5 separate regions of the Mus musculus genome follow, and regions 2, 3, 4 and 5 are each linked to region 1. A link is a contact called in public Hi-C and promoter capture Hi-C data. All regions are on one chromosome and are shown on one strand. The core of a region is the stretch at or near the end of the contact, and the rest is flanking DNA. Distances in the headings are between cores, read along the strand shown. Region 1 holds the start of Tgds (TDP-glucose 4,6-dehydratase). Region 2 holds the start of Tmtc4 (transmembrane and tetratricopeptide repeat containing 4). Region 3 holds the start of Ubac2 (ubiquitin associated domain containing 2). Region 4 holds the start of Stk24 (serine/threonine kinase 24). Region 5 holds the start of Gpc5 (glypican 5).

Evidence for each region. Promoter capture Hi-C pulls out the DNA fragments that hold promoters and counts their contacts. A called contact is a pair of places that touch in the nucleus more often than the background predicts.
Region 2: a promoter capture Hi-C map of pre-B cells shows a contact between it and region 1, with 5 times the contacts expected there. The contact joins the promoter of Tmtc4 here to the promoter of Tgds in region 1. A contact is called at or near these places in 2 of 39 promoter capture datasets (liver and pre-B cells).
Region 3: a Hi-C map of muscle stem cells shows a contact between it and region 1, with 5 times the contacts expected there. The contact joins the promoter of Ubac2 here to the promoter of Tgds in region 1. A contact is called at or near these places in 2 of 39 promoter capture datasets (liver and pre-B cells) and 1 of 484 Hi-C or Micro-C datasets (muscle stem cells).
Region 4: a contact with region 1 is called in a promoter capture Hi-C map of pre-B cells. The contact joins the promoter of Stk24 here to the promoter of Tgds in region 1. A contact is called at or near these places in 2 of 39 promoter capture datasets (liver and pre-B cells).
Region 5: a promoter capture Hi-C map of pre-B cells shows a contact between it and region 1. The contact joins the promoter of Gpc5 here to the promoter of Tgds in region 1. A contact is called at or near these places in 2 of 39 promoter capture datasets (cranial neural crest and pre-B cells).

What each region holds. Positions count from the first base shown.
Region 1 is chr14:118,131,343-118,134,072 of GRCm38.p6, reverse strand. Tgds (TDP-glucose 4,6-dehydratase) reads left to right here and starts at 1,308. Exons shown (of 12, transcript NM_029578.3): 1 at 1,308-1,429. The coding sequence starts at 1,344.
Region 2 is chr14:122,981,974-122,984,703 of GRCm38.p6, reverse strand. It overlaps Tmtc4 (transmembrane and tetratricopeptide repeat containing 4), which reads left to right and starts at 1,421. Exons shown (of 18, transcript NM_028651.3): 1 at 1,421-1,532.
Region 3 is chr14:121,877,201-121,879,930 of GRCm38.p6, reverse strand. Ubac2 (ubiquitin associated domain containing 2) reads right to left here and starts at 1,325. Exons shown (of 9, transcript NM_026861.2): 1 at 1,157-1,325. The coding sequence starts at 1,187. It overlaps 1810041H14Rik (RIKEN cDNA 1810041H14 gene), which reads left to right and starts at 523. Exons shown (of 2, transcript NR_130999.1): 1 at 523-723.
Region 4 is chr14:121,377,908-121,380,637 of GRCm38.p6, reverse strand. Stk24 (serine/threonine kinase 24) reads left to right here and starts at 1,408. Exons shown (of 11, transcript NM_145465.2): 1 at 1,408-1,740. The coding sequence starts at 1,699.
Region 5 is chr14:115,090,821-115,093,550 of GRCm38.p6, reverse strand. Gpc5 (glypican 5) reads right to left here and starts at 1,336. Exons shown (of 8, transcript NM_175500.4): 1 at 763-1,336. The coding sequence starts at 925.

The DNA.
Region 1 (2,730 bases), core at 59-2,558:
ATAAAATAAAACCCTACTAAGTTTAAGTTGTTGAAAGCTTTAATTGTGTAAATGGTAAACCAAGAACGTGGGTGAGGTTGATTCTAAAGGAAAAGCAGAGCATGGGCTTTGATTACTGTAGGCACTTTCCCTTTGTCTCGTGTGTGTGTGTGTGTGTGTGTGTGTGTGTGTGTGTGTGTGTGCTTGAGACAGGGTTTCTCTGTGTAACCTGGCTGTCCCGAAACTCACTCTGTAGACCAGGCTGTCCTTGAACTCAGAGATCCATCTGCTTCTGCCTCCCAGGTGCTGGCACTAGAGGTGTGTGCTATCACCTGCTGGCTTCATGTCTTTCTTCTTGATCAGTAATGTTATTCTCTTTCACTGAAGACAGGCTTTTTTTTTTTTTTTTTGATGCCTCGGTACATAAAAAATTAATATGACTTCTAATCACTCCCACTTGGTAGAGCCTCCGAATTCATAGAAAGCAGCAGACTATAATATAAACAGCAGTGAGCAATCATATGATAAGCCCACTTGTTGATGAGTGTGTGATAGATCTGGTCCCAGAGAAATGAATGGCCTTACCTCCATGGAGCAGAGACAGTGAGAAATTACATCAGTGGCCAATTTGTTGATGAATGATAAGAAGAAAACAAAAAAAAAAAAATGGTTCTGCATGGTTAGAGTCAAGGAATGACTCTAATAGGAAGATGGCACTCAAACTGAGAACTGAAGGAGGTAAACACTAGTCAGACATCCGAGGAAAGGGCAGGTAGACCAGGGAAGAACACCTGGTAATATAAATAAGAGCAAGAAGGACCAGGATTGGGGCACAGTGAGCAGACAAGAGAAGAGAGTAAAACCTTCCAGGGAACTCTGCAAAACTTACTTATCATGATTGCAAGCGGCCTTCGCCTTTTGTGACAGTATTTACAACAGTGAAACATAATTTTGCAATGCAACTTTCCATTTCCATACTGCATACATTCTAGAGGATTCTGCTCAGCTGGGTGTTAGTCTATGAGCATAGCTGAAGTTCAAAAATGAAGGCATCGATTCATAACTCCGAATTTCTAAGCACCTATAGTAGTAATCCATGCTGGTGACACTTGCTTAGAAAATATTCCAGACCCTAGTACCAATGACCCTAATTTCTCCTAGCTGGTGACTATGGGCTAGAGAGTGCGCGCCTGCGCAGTGCCACTGCCGGCTCCGCCCCTCTTTTGGGGTCTGGGAGAACCCGGAAGCCTCTGCGACTTCCTTTGAACGTGTCGGGGGCGGGGCATGTCGTAAAGCGTCGTGAAGCTGCTTCCCTCGGTTCTTCAGACGCCGCGCTTTACGGCGCTGGCTCTGCAGAGCTGAAGATGTCCGCTGCGAGCCGGGAGGAGCGTTCTGGTCCTCCCGGCAGCTTCGCGAAGCGGGTCCTGGTGACCGGGGGTGCTGGTTTCATGTAGGTAACGGTGCTGGTGGCTGAGAAGTTTCTCCCCACAAATCCTAACCTTGCCCTGCGGTTCTCCTTGTCTTTTGCACTTCGGGTCCACGACTTTGCAGATCCGTTATGGGGAGGGTCCCAATGCACAGCCCGGATGTCCATCCGGTTTCCCTCACTTTCTGGCCAGCCAAGACGAGGTTGCTTCGAAAATGCGACTTCTTTAACACCTTCCCCACAAAAAGGGGAACTCAGGAGTGCCTTGCTGCTGTCCCACCCCCTACCTGCCCGGGGGTGTTTACCACCTGTCACTTTTCTGAGAAGCACACATCAGTTTCATTCCCTTTTCTTCCCGCTCTCTGACAAAGCTCCGGCCAGCAGATGAAGGCCTTTCCAAAAGCTCGCCTCTACACGATGTGAGGATCGATCGTAATGGGACTCTTTGTCTTGTCTTCTCTTTTTTAGAAACTGTTTACAAATCCTTTGTTATTCCCAACCTGTTTGAGGCTCACACCCACCTACCGTGAAACTGTCCTTTCTATTTGTGTCAAAGCTTATTCTTAATTTGACTTCTGTTCCCTGCCTCCTTTTCCTTAGAACACTGCTACTATCCCTCTCCTGTTGATCTCGCGCGTTTTCTTTACACTTTGTAGAGTGTGTTCCTAAGTGAGATAGATGCAGCTGCATAGAGTTTTACAGTCATGGTTTCTGTGAGACTTGTAATGAAAGTCCAGGGTCTTTATCCGATCTAGAAGACTCGGGTGCTCGAGCCCTGCTTCCCAACCTAGTCTCTTGCTTTTCTGTACTCGCCCACAACCCTCTCAGGCTTCTCGGAGCACAGGAGGTTAGTGCTGCTTCCCGACTTGAGGCAGTTGCATAGGCTGTTAATTTACCCGCATATCACCTTCAGAGTGCTTATGGGAACACCTTAGGCCACCCATCCACTCAGCACTACCTGAAATTACATTGAGTACTTGTGTTTACTTGTTTATGGCCTTGCCCTTCTTCTAGAGTATAAACTGTGTGAGAGTAGACTGATGTTCATTAAGCTCCCACAGAAAGAAAGGTCAGGGCCATATCGTGAAGGTCTTCTGTAAGAGTTGAGTGGATGGATGCGTGAGCGATCCACAGGAAGTTCTGTCCTTGTAGTGTCTCCTGCATGGGGAGGGGTCAGAGAGTCTTGGTTACTGCCCAAGAACATGCAGTGGGCCTTTTAAATCCACAGACACTTTGCTGAGAGTAGGTAGCAGGAAGCTGAGATTCACTTAATTAACAGACGTGTACGTGGGGAAATGCATGTACTTGCATGGAAGGGCTTGTTC
Region 2 (2,730 bases), core at 172-2,671, 4.9 Mb before region 1:
ACTTATATTCCTAACAATCAGTCAGTTGGTGGAGGAGGCATATAAAGGTAGAGGCACTTATAAATCAGGACCTTGACCATTCATTAGATGCCAGGACTAAAGCCGACTTTGGTTTGTGATACTCTGGCTGTCACAGACCACCAGAAGGAAGGCAGAGAAAGCATGACGGATGTCTTACTATTTGAGATGTGGTGGCATATACAAGGGGAGAAGCTAAGTGGGGAACTAGATAAATAGGTTTGAACTCCGAGAAAGCAAGGAAAAGAAGTGTAAATCTGAAATGTATTGATTGGAGTGTTGGCAGCAGATTAAATCATACAGGGAAATTTGTGGAGTAGGAGAAAAGGATGAGGCTTTTAAAACTCTTAGCGATCATTCAGGGCAGGCAAGCCAGTCAAATAGACTTGGGGGTGGGGTGGGGGAGGGGGACAGGAGAGAGAAAAGGCAATAGGCATAAAGAAGAGGGCATTTTAAGGAGGAGGAAATTGTGAGATGAGGTAGCATTGGGAAGCAAAATGTCCTCTGGCCTTAGTAAGGGCAGAAGACAGCAGAGGTGACTGGCAAATGCAGTTTCCCTGAATGAAAGCCAAATGAATGAAGTTGGAAACAGCTGTGGTTGGGGGTGGAGGTGGGGGTGGGGGAGGGGAGAAGCACTCTGCTTCAGCGATGAAGGGCAGCGAAAGGCAGGGTGACACATAGAGCAGAGGAAAGCTTGGAAGTCACTTGGTGCTGAGGATGCGGACTCCACTCCAAAGAGGGAGACAGATCAGAGACTGATGCTTTGAGGAGGGTCGGAGGTCATTGAGGTTTGAGGTCTGTAAGTCTGGTAGTGGAAAGTACAAAGGTTTTTTCTCTTGAAGGTGGCAGCACAAATAAGTACTAGGAGTGGAAACTGAGTGGGTGACCTTCCCATCAGGAGGGAGGTGTAGCACCTAGTGGTCGTGACTGTATGGCACTGCTCCAAAGGAGGCGCAGTCCTGAGGTTGCACGGCCTTAGGAGGAGGAAGTCACTTCCCGTTTCAAAGGGAGAAAGTGGGGACATTTCTTCAACAACTTCAGACAGAAAGAAGCGTGGAGTTGAGATTTTCTGCAGGGATTCCACAGCCCTCGGCGGAACGTGCGAGACAAGCCAGGAATAGGCTTAGAACGCACGGATCCGCAGGGAACAGCGGCCAGGCCCGGGAACCGCCGCTGCTGCTTCGCGTCCCAGCTGCGCTTTCTCTTCCCAGCAAAGCCTGTCTGCCCCTGCGCCTCCTTCGTGGCGAGCGCTCTGTTCCGACGTCACTCCGACACGGACCAATAAGCGGAAGAGGAGAGCGTGAGTGATGGAAAGGGCAACCGATGGTCCCGCGGCGGGAGGCGGGACTAGACGGGAGCGGGCAGCCGCGAGTGGGAAGCGGCGCGGCGGGGGGCGGGACGCGGCGGGGTGGGAGTGGGAGGGCAGCCCCTCCCCTGGCGGCGGCGGGCTGGGGAGCCGCCGGAGTTTAAGCACGCGGGAGGGGAGATGAGATCGCGGCTCGTGCTCCTTGCAGGTAAAGCGCGGGGCGGCCCGCTGAGGGCCGAGCGCAGCTGCAGGGCGCTCGGAGTTGGGCGCGGGCTCCCGGGCTCTCAGCTGAGCCGCCAGCCCTGCGCTGGGGCCCGGGGGCGGCGCCCGAGCTCTGCACCTCTACTAGAGTTAGCTCCGACACTCGAGCTGCCTCCCGCGGACGCCGCCCCGGGCGGTCTGCGCCTGGGTAGAAGCCGCACCCCGGACAAAGAGCGCGCGGTAAGGGTGCGCGCCCCGAGCTCAAGCTCCGGCACTGCCCTGCTACGGCCGAGGTCGCCGAGCCAGACCCTTGCCTGCTACTGTCTGACCCAGCCGTGCAACAGCTTTGTAACCCGGGAGTCCACCGGGTGCAGCGGCCACCTGGCCGCGGGGTCCCCGCGCCTGGTCGCCAGCTGGCCAAGGCACGGGCGACGGCTGGACACAGCCGGGTAGCTTGGCCGCCCGCCCAGGGTTACACGGAGAGCCACCCAGCAGAGCCAGGAGTGCCAGTTACTCTACGCTCAACTGTGGAGCAAAGCTGGTACCACTGGCCTGGGAGCCTGGAACGGCTGCCAGGAGTTGGGGGAGCCAAGCAGGTGGTGTAGCAACCGCCTCACCTCCTGCGAACTCCACGGGGAGTCTGGGTTGTTGATGTTGTGACTGTGGGCTGTTTGTGTTTTCTTTCTTTTTATAACTACACACAAAAGAAAGGAGGAGTTAGAGGACAGATATCTCCACTGAATCATCCACACTTTGCTCTCTCCCCGTGAACAGATGGATGGGGAGAATTATAGTAAGGATTGACTGGAACCATTTTTGCCCCTTGTACCTGCATCCCCCGAAAGCTGTGCACTATAGGTGGAACTGGGGCAAAGTGAGGTATGCTCGCCCACCTGGGTGGGAAAATGGTTACATGCTAGCAAAGTGGAAACTTTCTGAGGCAGAAATTCTGAATGTGAAACCTCAGATGGGCAGCCACTTCTTGAATTAGGAAGATGGGTCACAACAGGATTCACCTTACTCTGCTTTTGGCCCATCACTACAGAGGATGGCTGGCTCCTTTGCCTCTAGCACAATGTGTGCTAGCTCTCTCTGCATCGTGCCAGATACGGGTGGTCAGAAACTATCACATTATTTAATCTGATTTCTAGAGGCAAGGTTGCCCTCCATCCTGAAGGGCAACTGGCCCTGGATGCATTGCCCTT
Region 3 (2,730 bases), core at 76-2,575, 3.7 Mb before region 1:
ACACTACCTTATTCATCCAAACAGTAGTTTGAAGACCAACTCACTAGTAGTTCTGATGGATTCTGGGGCCAATACGTCAACGTTTCCATAACTTAAATTAGGTACTAAATATGGAGATCATAAACAACATTAAACCTACTTCAAAGCCTGAGATTACGGTGAGAGGTGAGGACGACTTTAAATTATGTCGCTGGCTCTGACAGTCAGCTCTCAGACTATGTAACAGGAGTGTTCTTTGAAAGGCTCATGACGTTCACAACAGAATGTACCATCTGGAGATGCCAGGCACTTCTGTGCTCTAGCAACATTAACTTCACACGCAGAGATGGGAAATACCGACAGAGAAAGAAACTGCGAACTGCGGCTTGTTCAAACAGTTTGCTGTTAGTGTATCAATGCCTAATCTCAACACTGTTTAGTTAAGAGTCCACTCTCTAAAGTCAACTCAACATAATGTCGTGGGGGGGGGGGGTGCCTGGAGGTTGAATAAACTTCTCCGCCCTCTACCTGCTGACCACCGCAGACACTCCTGGAGAGTGCAGCGGCATCCAGAAGCAAAGCTTGCATTCTCTTGCCAAGTGACTTCCTAACTTCACTGAAAAGCGCTCACTTTTTCAGCTCGCAAAAACTCTTCAAGGACAACGGGTAAGATGTACGTGGAAGTTAATATTGAGGGGGCAGATTCTGGAGCGGAGGATGAAATTCACACGTTCCAGGAATCAGGTGGGTCCCAAAGAAGCCTGTATGAATGAAGGGGGAGAGGGAACCGAGCAGGGTTCCAGCGTCGCCCCCACGGGAACATCTTCCAGCCCCGCACTCGAGTCGCCAAGTGCGTGCGTGGGCCCGGGCCACGAGATGAGCGGGGCACCCGGCTGGACCCTAACTGCCCAGCCCACCTGCAGCAGGGCAGGAGCTGCTGCGCACCTTGTGGGAGACGCCGGGAGCGGAATGGACGTGGCACCCCCTCGGCCCTCGGGGCTATGGTGGGTGCGGCGCCCGCTGCCCCCTAAGAGCAAGAACTGACAAGGCTCGGGCGCGGGAGGCAAGGGGCCCCCAGCCTCCTGCAACCCCGAGTCCCCCGCTGCCCCGAGCCGGGTCCGGGAAGAGCTCGGAATGGAGCGAAGGGCGGCCCAAGGATGAGGGAACCGGTACTCACAAAGCCCACTGGAGCCGGTGCTGGTGAACATGGTCCCGCCGGGCCCGGAGCCCCCGCGGGGCGTCAGGGGGAGGGGAGGCAGAGGTGGAGAGCCCCCAGCGACCGCGCAGGCGCACTGTCAACCAGCGAGCGAAGTCGGCCCGGCGAGGCGCTCCGGAGCCGCCAGGAAGAAGGCGCATGCGCAGCCCGTGGGGCGTGCACACTCGGCCAGAGCCCGCCCCTTCCTTCCCAGAGAGGAAGTGCGTAGGTGCGGGCGAGCCGGATGGTAGCTGCTTCCGGTAGTTCGGGGCGGGTTTGGCGCATGCCAGAATTCCCAGTACAGAACCTTACGGCGTGAAGCGCCGTGAGCGAGCCGGTTCTTCCGCCACAGAACACCAGGCCTTTCTCGAGACCTCTGACCTTTCACTGGGCGAGACGGCCGCGAGTCCCACGCATGCTCAGTACTTCCGTGTGGGCCTTGGCGCTCAGTGAACAGTCTGCTTCCGGTGACCCACCAAGCACCTGGGGTTGCTGGGGTGAGGGTGGACAAGACGGCTAGTAGAAGAAAAAGTTTTAAAAATACACTTAGCTTTCTGTTCCGGGCAGTGGTGGCGCACGCCTTTAATCCCAGCACTTGGGAGGTTGAGTTCGAGGCCAGCCAGGTCTTAGAGAGTGAGTTCCAGGACAGCCAGGGCTTGGGGGGGGGGGGGGGGACTGTATGTTCATCCAGTTGAGTTATTTCGCAGGAAAATTATTTCCTTATGATCTTCGCAGAAGCTGATTCCCACAAAATCTGTAGCCCACTTAAGACTGGTTCTCAAACTATGGGGTCCCTGGGAGCACTGAAGGGTGTTCAGAAGACCCGGCCGATTTTTGTAGTAATGCTAAAACGTGTATTTTTCCTTTCCCGTTCTTTTTCATCCATGAGTAGTAAGGTTTTCCAATTAACCAGCGCCTGATAAACCAACTGGAACTGCAGGACGACCAAGTGCGTGTTAAGGCAGATCCCCAGTTGCAAGTAATCTAGAAGCCACCATTTAAACTTTGACATTTTATGGAGGGAAAAATGCCATTTAATCTAAGTGCTTGCTTTTCTAATTCCAGACCTACTCTGGGTGAGCTTTTCTTCATATACTTCATCCAAAACATCACAACAAACTAAAAAGAGAGAAGTGCGCAGGGAATCCCCACAGGGTATTGAGCCAGGCATTAAAAGCATTCTTCCTTAAAATGGTTTGCCTAGGAAAGTACCCGGTGTCAAAACTGAATGGTTGAATTTGGACATTTTTGCCTGATTCATCTAAGAAATGGCCCTATAGTGGTTAAATACATAGAAACGAGGGGGATAGTGTAGATTTAAGGAAAGCTTCAAAGTCACATTATGTCTCTTAAATTACTGTTTTGAAATTTAATCCTGTCTACTTAAGTCCTATATATTATAGATAGTAACCACTTATGGTAAACTAATATAAACTATAAAAGGTTATTATCTAATCAGGGTTAGAGAGGAAGAAATGAAGTAAATTCCTCATTCCGTTGAACATTAGTATGTTTGGAAGATCTGAAATCTGAAAAGATAGAAAGCTGTGAGATGA
Region 4 (2,730 bases), core at 159-2,658, 3.2 Mb before region 1:
CTGCCTCTTGGTAGAGACTCCTGTATTTCTGGTCATTCTTTCATGTTATTCTAGGTAGAATTTGAGGTTGAATAATATATGCCTTTTCAAGATTCATGGTCTTGATCATTTTCCCTTGTATTCATTAAGTACTCCATTTTTTTTTCTTTTCTTTTTAGGTTTCTTCTGCTTAGGGAACACATAAACTCTTGGTTATATGGGTTCATACTTTTAATGTTTTCAGTTTACTCTTTAGAAGTGGCAACGCATCTCAGTCAGGTGACCAGGAGTAATCATGCAAGCCTTCTAATACATCTTAGCATCCTGGAGGTCTCCTAGGCTAGGTTTCCAAAGGGTATTCGGCTTACTTTAACTTCTGATGCAGGACCCAGAGGGAGCCTGTGTTCTTGGAATACAAGGACACCTCAGAGAATAATCTCTTCTCTACCTTAGTCGAGGATTTATGCGTCCTCTATTTCTGAACTCTTGGGGACTCATTTTGTATGGTTAACCTTGCACAGCTGTGGGGCAAAGCGGGCACTCCTGAATGAGGCCTCAGGGTCCCTATGGCGAGAGACACAGCGATTCTGACTCTTAGACCACTTCCTATTTGCCACTTGTAAATAAAGTACTTCCTGGAACCGCATGGATTCACTCCATCCTTCCTTGTTTGCTGCAGAAGCGGCAGCTTAGGAGGAGGGCAGAGCTGGTGCCCAGAGAGGGCCTACGGCCTTAGGAGCAGTGAAGCGAGGGGAGGGCTGGGTAAGAGTCGGGACGCGGTTTCCTTCTATTGTCTTCCCTTCCTCCAGCACCCCTCCGCACCCCACTTTTCCCTTCTTGTGCGCAGCGCAGAGATGGCGGGGCCCAGCCCTTCCTCTGTCCAGCTAAGTTTCCACAGCCGGCGGCCCAGGCGAGGCTGAGTTCAGTACCCAAGGCAGTGCACACAAACCGCCCTCTCTACCCTTGGGGTTTCTTCCTTGATCTGGCTGGAAACTTCGTACAGTGAGGACGCTCCGGCCGGGGCTTTTGGAATAGGCCCCAGGCTAGGCCCCTCTGGGGACACCCCGAGTGCAGACTCTGGCCTCTGGAGGGCCAGGGCGGGTGGAGAGGGAAGGGTAGGAGTGGGCGGTGCTCTTCGCTCCCCCAAACTCAGCTCTCTTCCGCGCGCGAGGCCCACCCCGCGGTTCCGAAGGACCCCGGCGCACAGCACCCGAGAGCGCCCGCCTGCCCGCCGGGCCCCGGGGACCCCGCCTGCGCGCCCGCAGGGAGGCGCGACTGCGGCCTAGGGCGCCCGGCGGCTCCTCCCCTCCCCCTCCCCCTCCCGGAAGCGCGGGGCGGGGTCCCCGGCCGGGCCGCGGGGGCGGGCGCGGGGGCCGGGCCGGGGCGGGGCGCGGCGGACTGTGCGCGCCCACTCGGCTCCAGGCGGCCAGCGCTCGCGGGCCCAGGCCGCCCGGCTCGACCTGAGCACCGCGGCGGCGCAGCGACGGGATCCCTGGAGAAGCAGCCGCAGTCTCGAGACGTCCCCCGCGCCCCCCACTGCCCGCCCCAGGCTCAGTGTATGGGGCCGCGGCCCGCCAACCTTCGTTGAGACCGTCCCCGGGGTGCGGTGGCCTCGGGCTCCAGAGCCCGCCCCGCCACCCGAGGGCTGCGCGCGGCCCCGGGCCTGCTCGCCGCGCGGCTCCGCGCGTCCCGGGCCAGGAAGTGGCGGCGCCGAGCGCCATGGCCCACTCCCCGGTGCAGTCGGGCCTGCCGGGCATGCAGGTAGGTTGGGGTGGCCCGGTCGGGCTGCGGCCAGGGCGGAAGCGGGCAACTTGGCGGTGTCAACACGCCCCCCCTCCCCCCAACCAGCCGGGCCCGCTTCTCCGGGATCTTCGCCGACTCGGGCGGCGGGGATCTCGGGTGTATGCACGTGGAGGGGCTTTGGGGTCTGCGGCCTGGGGCCGAGGTGGGGTGCAGGAGCTTTGCGCTCCCCAAGTCCGACGCGCAGGCCGAGCGCCCATCCCGGGCAGGAGTCTGAACTAGTGTCCTTGGAGGCCCCGCTTTGGTGCCTGGGCCCTATGTGGGCCTGGGACAGGGATAGCGGCACTCTGGGGTCCGTCCTCAGTTAGCAAAAGTCCCTCCCCAGACCCCTCAAGCGGGAGACCCGAGCGCAGGGCGGGAGCGCGCCCCGGCTGGTCACAGTCCGGGCGGGCCGCAGGGCGGGGTGCAGGAAGATGTAACCTCGCATCGGAGCCTGTAGTTCTGGTGCGGAAAGTGCGAGGTTGCAAACTCGGGAGGCGGAACCCACACCTCCGCGAGCGCCCTGGTGTGCAGAGCCCAGGTTCATCCCTCGGGTGCCAGGACTCCGCTGCTGGACTTTCACTTTGAGACCGGTTGGCATCCAGAGGAACTGTGTGCTAGCGGGCTTCTTGGTGCACACTTTGTATCTTCTTAGCCTGCCAGTGACTTTTTCTTCGGAGGGGAAGGGGGCGGTGAGGGGACGGAGTTGAATTTCAAGTTTATATGGATGCACGAACTTTTTTTTTGCTATTGAGGATGGTTTTCTGCACTTTGAAAAACAATCACTTGTCTGTTCAAACTTGTAAAGTTTGTGAGCGTATATAATAAATACAGACATAATGATTGCGATTAAGATAGCAAGACCAGTCAAAGTTTTGCTTTCCCAAGGAAGTGAACGGAAGAGTTTTGCTTAAAAAAAAACAAACAAAAATCAACAACAACAAAAAAAAAACAAAACACCTCAGAATATCC
Region 5 (2,730 bases), core at 87-2,586, 3.0 Mb after region 1:
AGAATTTGAGTGTAGGCTAGAGCACAGGAGATGAATGCAGGCAAAGGGGTCTTATAGTACGCATGGTCTCTAGCTGCCATATTAATTGTATAGACTGTGAGTTTCCTGGTGCCCCCAAACGCAGAGCTTGATTGCCTGTTGCCCTATCGCTTTGCAAGCTCGAAACTACTTTGTGGGGCTGGGACACACTAAGAGACTCGGATTTCTGTAGGAAGGCTTGGTGCCAAGGTGCAGAGGGGCAACTAAAGGTCGTCTCTGAGTGAACTGGGTCGAGCGCTCATTAAAAACAGCATTGGCACCTTGGTCAGCACAAGGATATAAGAAGGTTTGTTAGTTTACCATCAAACTTGCGGCAACCAACACAATCCCTCTGAGGTTGTGAGAGTAAAACCAGGACCCCTGGTGATGTTTCCTGTGGGAACAAATAGATCCTGGAGCAGTAACAAACCACCCTTGATTAGTTCTTCAAGCACCTCCCTGGAGAGCAAGAGGGCACCGGCATGAAAAAAAATGCTTCAGAGCTCCAAGGAACCCCAGATACAGTTAAGGAGCCCACCTTGAAGCTGCCCTACTCTCGTGAGCACACCAAGCATTCCCACAGGCCTCACCCCGGTTCACCTACTGGGGCCGGAGAACCCGAAAGGTCGTCGTCTCACCAAGGACCATCTCTGAATGGATGGATGCCCCAGAGACCGTGGTCGCAAGCCCAAGAGGTCCCCGGCTGGAGCCCCGCACAGTGCGGAGCCAACCAGCGGCTCTTACCTGCCCGCGGCGCCTCCGGCAGCCCTTTGACAGCTCCCCCAAGCCGCCACTGGAAAAGTTTCCGAACTTCTTCGCAGCTCTCCACGCCCTCGCTTCGGGTAGATCCAAGGAGAGCCAGGAGAAGGAGACAGCGCCAGCCCAGACGCCAGGTGCGGGCATCCATCCTCGGTGTTCGGGTCGCGCCCTCCCCGCTGTGGTCCTCACTCTCCAGAGCACCCAGCATCGGCAGCGCGGGAGGAAGATGCGTGGCGGAATCTGGCAAGGGTTCGATGCGCAGGCGGCCACGGGAAGACCGCGAAGGGACCGCGGCTTCACCTGCAAGAGCTCCGCTTTCTCCCCTGAAGCCCTGAGGCTGAGACGCTGCACTTCTCATGCTTAGCATCGCCCGGGTCCCTCCCGGACCAGGGCGGGTGGGCGCTGCGCAAGCCGAACACGAGCCGGGGAGAAGCGAGACACGGCAAGCATCCGGCACTGGCCGGTATCGCTGCAGCCGCCTAAGGCTCAGCTCGCAGCCACTAACCTAGGCTGTGCCAGCCTGCGGAGCTCCAGAGCCCGGTTCGCCAACCCCGCGAACAGGCCACGCCCCTAGCCACACCCCCAGCAGTCCGCCGGCTCCGCCCAAGCCCAGATCCTGCGGAGCACAGCAAGCGCCGGGCTTGCGACCTCACAGAAGAGTCAAATTAATGGAAGGAAACTAGCCTTCTTCCTCCGGGTTGATTTCGGAAAGCATTCAACCGCTGAAACGAAAGTATGTATAAAGAGGATCAGAGAAGGCAGGAGATAAGAAACATGAGTTGGAAATAAGATGAAACATTTCTCTACAAATCAAGGTCCTCTATGCATAGGAATCTGTATCCAAATTTCATGAACTGGACCTTGGCAAGTGCGAATGGCAAAAGCAGGGTTTTGAGCGACCTAGTAGCACTTACGTTTCAAATTCTTTATGCTTTTATTTTTTTTAATGTTAAGCGTTTTATGCTTTTAGTGCTAGGAGGATTTTTCTGTAACATGATTCTTCTGAAAGAATTTAGAGCTCAGAGTCTCAATGGGAAGTTATCACATTCTTTATATCTCGCTGAAGTTCAGTTTATTCTAACATCATAGTTCACGTTGGTCTTATACCTTTCTGAGCTTTGACACCTTTGACAATTTGTTTTTAATATTTCTCAGAGAGTAACTAAGACAAAAGTGCTCGAGGGAGCTTCTCCCCAGGAAAATAGGAGAAACGAAAATACTGGGCAATTACAAGCTGAAAAGGAAAGTTTGTCAAGTTAGGCATGAGAAACCAGGAAGCAAAAGGCAGCCTGCAGTTAAGCCTAAATGAGTGACATGATCCGGGTCATAGCCACCTGAAGAGAGTACTTCTCAGCACCAAGAAGCTCTTTAACAGCATTAGCAGAAGGGACTCTAAATATCTTAACCACTTTAAGAGAATTTCATCTTAAGCTGCACCCTTGCCAAGACTCGAGATGAATAATTTCCAGTCTTAGCTAAGTGTCCTGGGGTTTTCTAATGGCCATTTGATATCAAAGGCAGCACTTTCAGAAAGAGATCTTGCCATGGCTGGGATGCTGTTTCAGAGTGAAATATTACCCACTTGGCTTTTGACATCATTCCCCGAATACTACAAATTATTTTCTTAGAAGTTTTCTTAGTAAGCAAGAATAGAAATCATTAGACACTTTAAATTCTAGGCCTTCAAGCAAGGTTTTACATATGTATCCTAGAAAAATAAAGGAACATTCATGACTCTTCAGCTCTGATGCACCATCAAGAAAGGCTTCTTGGAGGTCAGCTATATCCATAGGAATAAACAAGAGCAGCCACGCTCATCTATAAAATCCTTAAGTGCTAAGCAGTATTCCAAGTGCTGTATGGATTTCCCTTCATTCGGTCGTTACAATCACCCTATACACTTGTTATCACCAGTACTATTTTTCAAGTAAGTAGATAGGGACAGACATGTAA